2 separate regions of the Mus musculus genome follow, and region 2 is linked to region 1. Evidence: chromatin contacts called from public HiChIP or PLAC-seq data. All regions are on one chromosome and are shown on one strand. Each heading gives the region's core, a stretch centred on a gene start, on an enhancer-like site or on the middle of the called end of the contact. The rest is flanking DNA. Distances are from core to core; before and after follow the strand shown. Region 1 holds the start of Fam120c (family with sequence similarity 120, member C). Region 2 holds the start of Kantr (Kdm5c adjacent non-coding transcript).

Region 1 (2,868 bases), core at 201-2,700:
ATGCCTTCAAGCTATTGCCTTTCCCTTTTTTTTCAAAAACAATTTTTATTAGCTATTTTCTTCATTTACATTTCAAATACTATCCCGAAAGTCCCCTATACACCCCCCACCTCCCTCTCCCTTGCCTTTCATGTTGTCTCCCATCCCTGCTATTCTGGATCTACTACTCTTATGACAAACCCGGTTTGGAATTTGCAACCTGTTTTTGGTTTCATCCTATCAAACCATTCTGATGTCATTCCTGGGGTTCTGCTCTTTTATGTTCTGTAAATTCCAAGCCAGATAGATACAACTACTCTGCATGCAGATCTTGTTTTCTGCTGTAGTCTGGCTGAAGTAATGGGCCCTAAAACTTGACAGAAGACAGACTCTACATGGATTTCATTGGAGAAGCATGCTGAAATGTACTTTTCAAAAGACTGTGATCAAATTAGAACCTTTGCAGCTATTTTGAATTGTTCCCACATGGACACATTTAGTAGGTTGGAAAACAAAAAAAATCCCCTAACCATATGGCATAGCTTAGTGAGTACCAATAAGGTCCAAGTTGTAGTTGAATTTGAGTGGGTGTTTAATCTCCCTGACCAGAGATCCTGAGGCAAATTATAGGCAATTTCATTTTGTCTATGCATTCATTGTCTTAAGTAAATGTTTTACCATTTGTAAGGTGGATAACTCTTCAAAGTATGACAGTAGATGTTAGCGGTTTTTATGTATCATATGTGTTCTTCTCCTTTCGTTAAAAGTTGTGCATATCATCTTTTCAATGGAAGGGAAATTTCTCCCTTTCAGGGAACTTTAGCTCACTTTAGCCAAATTCTACTAATCCACAGTACTTCCTTTCCCATGATGCATCATCTCCATTTCTTTCCCTGGGCATGGTGGTATAATATCCTGAGGCAACTCGGTTGGATACTAGGAGTTCTGGTACAAATCCTATACACACATTTTCTTGGCCCGCTTCTTCTGACACTATGAGCATCAAGGCCTGACAGGTGTGATCCTCTGGTTCTAAGACTGCATCCTGAGGCCATCCGGGAAAAGACTACAACTCCCAGGATGCTCATCCGCCCCGCCCCTGTACCCCTCCCCCAGCTAGAAAGCGAGTATCACAGAGAAGACGAGGCAACATGGCTCCCGGAGGTGGAAGGCAGAGGCTTCACCCCCTTTGAAGCAGTGAAGAAGAGCAGCGGAGGGGAACGGGAAAAGAGGAGTGACTACGACTTTGTCATCGCTTTTATCTTCCCAGCCTCTTCTGAGTCTGGTCAGCCTCACCTCTGCTCTCCACCCGCACCCAGTCTGTGGTCTCCTCCCCTCCCCGCCCACGTTCCCTCGCCCCTCCCGTTCTCAAACCCTCTCTCCGCCCCCCTCGCCCCTACCCCCCGCGGAGTGCGCACGCGCCCGCCTCCAGCTTCGCGCGGGGATCGCCGACTGGCCCGCTTGCGCAGCCGCTGTTCCTTCTACCCACGGAGGAAGCATGGGCGTCCAGGGCTTCCAAGAGTTCCTGGAGAAGCGCTGTCCCGGGGCTGTGGTGCCTGTGGACCTCCTCAAACTCGCGCGCACCGTCTCGCGCCAGCAGCAGCAGCAGCACCTGCACCGCCAGCTGCCGCCAGCAGCCCTAGCGCCAGGGGCTCCACGCATCACCAGGGGCTCTGCTCCTCTGCCGCCGCCGCCGCTCCCGCCCGCTGCCTTTGGTGCTTACTCCGGGGGCGCGGGGCCGTCTCGGCACCATCACCCTGCTCACCATTTCCACCACCATGGCCAAGCGCCGCCAGGGCTGCATCCGCCGCCGCCCCCTCCGCTGCCTGGGGCTCGGGTATTGGTAGACGCGGGCTCGGCGCTGCCGCGGCTCTATGGTGGCTACCAGACGGATTGGGTTTGTGGCGGCCAGTGGAATGCCATGCTGGGCTACTTGTCAGCGCTGTGCCAGGCTTGTGCCTATCCGGGCGGAGACGGCCTGGAGCTGGTGGTCATGTTCCCTGGGGGCCTGGGGAAGGACCGACTGGCCGAGTGGGGCCGTCGGTGCCAGGCGGAGCGGCAGACTGCGCAACTGATCGTGGGACACGTGGGCAACAAGGGCACCCCTCCACCGCGGGCCTGGTTCCTGCCACCTGCCTGTCTGAGCCACTGCGTGAGGCTAGCACTCATCCGCTTCCGGGTCAAGGTGAGGGAGGGGTTAGATTTTTAAATGAAATGCCCCACACCTGTTCCTTCCAGACTAAACACCTAACCATTCACCGACCTACCTGCCACCCACTCAGTCAGCTAACTTACTGGCGACCATTTTATCCCCTCGTGCCCCCGTCATATGGCCTATTAATTCCCTTACCTACATGATTGTATCTCTAGCCATGCCATCCCCGTAACCCCCTTTACTCACACAATTGGCCTACCTGTTGGTTCTAGCAGAATTGACTCAAAATTCCTCCGGGCTTCATGTTTCTCTTGCTATCATCCCCCTCAAACTGAAATATGTTTTTTCTTCATTTTCCAGTTGACATTCCCTCCCCTATATCTGTTTTCAACCCCATGGCAAATAAAACAGATGTTAGTCGAACACCTTTGTTCTATAATTTTCCCCCATTTGACACCTAGTACTTCTTTTTTCCCCATCCATTGAGCCCTTTTCATTTCAACATGCTTTTATCTTGGCATGCCTTAGCCCAAACAATTCACTGATTGAGTCACTATTCAGGAAGATGAACACGCTCAGTAGGGGGTTTCAAAGACGGTTGGGGGTGCGGGGAGGGGCTCTCAAAAACCCCAAGACGCCATTCTTGGCTTTGAAAGATCAAATGCGCAGCATTTACTTGCTGGTGTAAATATGCATGGTGATTCTGTTTTCTGGTATGTAAGTTGCCAGTTTGG
Region 2 (2,868 bases), core at 206-2,705, 980 kb after region 1:
AAAATGTCTGATCTAGAAGAACTCCTAGATAAGGACAGAAAAGATGCTCAGGCCTACAAGGGGATATAATTAGAAGATCCTTGGACTATCTGTGGTGACCAACATTACATAATGGCTATTAAACTGTTTTGTAGCCCTGGTGGTGGTGCATGTCTTTAATCCCAGCACTCAGAAGGCAAAGGCAAGCTGTTCTCTGTGAGTTCAAGGCTATCCTGGGCTACAGAGTGATTTCTAAGACAGCTAGGGCTGTTACACAGCAAAACCCTTTCTTGAAAAAAAAACCAACAAAATAAAAATGTTTTGGTGGGGTTGGGGGGGGGCAAGACAGTGTTTTACATTGTAACCCAGGTTTACTTTGGACTCATTATGTAGCTGAGGCTGATCTTGAACTTGTGGCAATCCTCCTGAATGCTGTGAATGTAGTCATGCACCACCATCAAAGCTGGCTGAAAAGTAGCTTAATATAAATTTCTCCCCATCCTTGGTGTTTCTACCTGTTTAACAGAGAAGGCCAAGAAACAGAGACTCCTCAATGAGACTTACAAGTAGCTCAAGACCAGGCTCCAGTTTTGTGCCCTACCTTTGGGCCACTCTCATTGTTATATATATTGTACCTCCAACCACATTAGGGATAGGAAAGAGTTAGGTTCAGTGTGGAAAATGAGAGGACAGTAGCATTCAAAAAAAGGTCCAGTGGGGAGAGGGTCAGAGACAGACAAGGGTGAAAAAAAGTCAGAGACTAAGAGAATCAATATTCTTTCAATCACAATCATAATTATTTATTGAAAAAAATTTTAGGGACCAAGCATGCGCATTGGCTCAGGTAGAGACAGACCCCCATTTGGCAGATGATGAAACCAAGACCCAAATGAATAAAACGGATAGTTTAAAATTTCATAGCTGGTTTCAAGGGGTCAGGTAAGGATTAGGCCTCCTGAGTCTGGGATATCTTAGTACGTCTCAGAGAGAGAAAATGTTGGGTAGAGGCAGATATGGAGTCAAGACTAGAACACAAACAATCACGTGAGCAGCAGACCTGCACGAAATCTTTTCCCCAGAGACCGGGATTGGGAGGCTCCCAGAGGGTGGGCACGGGTGGTGGGTTCAAGAGGGTAATACTCACCTGGGTACCGTCTGGAGAGGATGCAGGGGCACTCGCCTTCTTTTTTTGCTACGCAAAGGATCCTCCACCACCCACGGACCTAGAGTCGAAAGGCCGCCCAGGTAAAAGCGCGCCAGGTCCCTCCCCACACGCGTTCTGGGCCGTTCTCTCCCCTCCCGCCGTTTTCTAACCCACCACCCCATCTTTACTGCTTCTCTTGGGATACCTCTAGTCTCCGTAGGGTCTAAGCTGCCGCAGGAGAATGGATACCTGGCCCACAGCAAGATCTCGCAGACACGCAGACGCTTCACGCAATGCTCCACCGAACCCTGGCAGGATAGCGATGCTCCACCACTTACCACGGGCTCCTCAGCTCCCATTGGAGGATTGCCCTCCTGCCTTCCCTGAGATTGGTTGGAATTGGAAGCACCTACGAAAACTCCACCCTCTCGAGGGTGTGATTGGCTTATGTGCCAGCCCTTCCGTTAACAACACTGGTCAGGAAAGGATTACTGCTCAGTCCTTTTGCAGGTCTAGAGGACTGGGCCTTCGGGGGTTGTTTGTTAAAACGCAGGAAACCCTAAACCAGGCTAAGCACAAATCACTGAATAGAATTATTACTTTCGTGATGTCTTCTTTCTTTCTGTAGCCACACTGCCTTTACACCGTTTTGCTTAGAGACACTGCGAATGTACTTCCAGTTTCCTATAGCTCCACACCCACTTGTAGGAGTTTCTGAGCTAGGTTTCTCGCTTTCCCTGTAAGCATTGTTCCTAATTCCATCCATGGAGAATAAGGTGATCCTACTTAGTAGCCCTGGCTGACTCGCCCTGTAAACCAGGCCTGCCTTTGCCTCCTGAGTGCTGGGACTAAAGGTGTGAGCCATTTATACCCGACAGATTTTATTTCATTTTTTAATTAGGTGTGGTCAGTCTTCACATAAAAGAAGCTATGGCCTAAAGAGGCAGACTCGATGAGGCATTGGTAGTACGATGGTGAGCACAGCTGCCTTCCAACGAGGCAAACTTAGTGGTCTGAAACTGTGCAACAATTATTTCGAATAAAATCCATCTCTCTTGTCTTCTAAAGGAAGGGAAGACAGGAAGGACCATTCTATTAACAAATCTTAAATTTGAGTAGCACAGATCCTCCAGGAGAGCCTGTGGGTGCAGCTTGGGGCAGAGAGGAATAACTTGGATGGGAATGAATTTACATCTTTGTTTCCCCTCTCTGTTTAGGAAATTTAGCATGTTTTCAATAAAGGACGTAATATTGGTGACTGTTACCAGTAGCAATCAGAGAGATTTGTCCATCACAGTATAAATTTGCAGCTCTTTCAAATATGTAATCTCTGAAATATATAATTAGTGCTTTAAAATCATGATAAGAGGGAGCCGGAGAGATAACTCCATGGTTACAAGTGCTTGCTGCTCTGGTAGAAGACTGGAGGTTAGTTGCCAGCATGAATGTCAGTTGCCTGTAACTCCTCCTCCAGGGTACCAGATATCTTCATCTGCTATGAAGACACCTTTGCATAGCACACATGAGTGCATGCACAGGAACAAATACACATATAAATAAAAGTAAAATAAATCTAAAATCACGATAATCATTGTAGTCTTTAAACCAAAGCATCCTATGATTTAATGGATTGATGAGCAATACATATATGACTCTAGCACATTTTTCTATTTTAATATTTCAATAGTTGGCTTTCTAAATTCTAGATGTGATTTTTCCAATTTTAAAGGATTTTTTTTTTTTTG

What was found. HiChIP or PLAC-seq counts read pairs in DNA pulled down with a chosen protein or histone mark.
Region 2: an H3K27ac HiChIP or PLAC-seq map of embryonic stem cells shows a contact between it and region 1, with 5 times the contacts expected there. The contact joins the promoter of Kantr here to the promoter of Fam120c in region 1. A contact is called at or near these places in 1 of 39 promoter capture datasets (pre-B cells), 4 of 115 datasets of contacts at active chromatin or transcription factors (astrocytes, embryonic stem cells, regulatory T cells and 1 more) and 2 of 9 other capture datasets (adipose tissue and liver).

Annotation. Positions count from the first base shown.
Region 1 is chrX:151,342,773-151,345,640 of GRCm38.p6, forward strand. It overlaps Fam120c (family with sequence similarity 120, member C), which reads left to right and starts at 1,451. Exons shown (of 16, transcript NM_198105.2): 1 at 1,451-2,164. The coding sequence starts at 1,478.
Region 2 is chrX:152,326,038-152,328,905 of GRCm38.p6, forward strand. Kantr (Kdm5c adjacent non-coding transcript) reads right to left here and starts at 1,456. Exons shown (of 3, transcript NR_040270.2): 1 at 1,373-1,456; 2 at 1,124-1,202.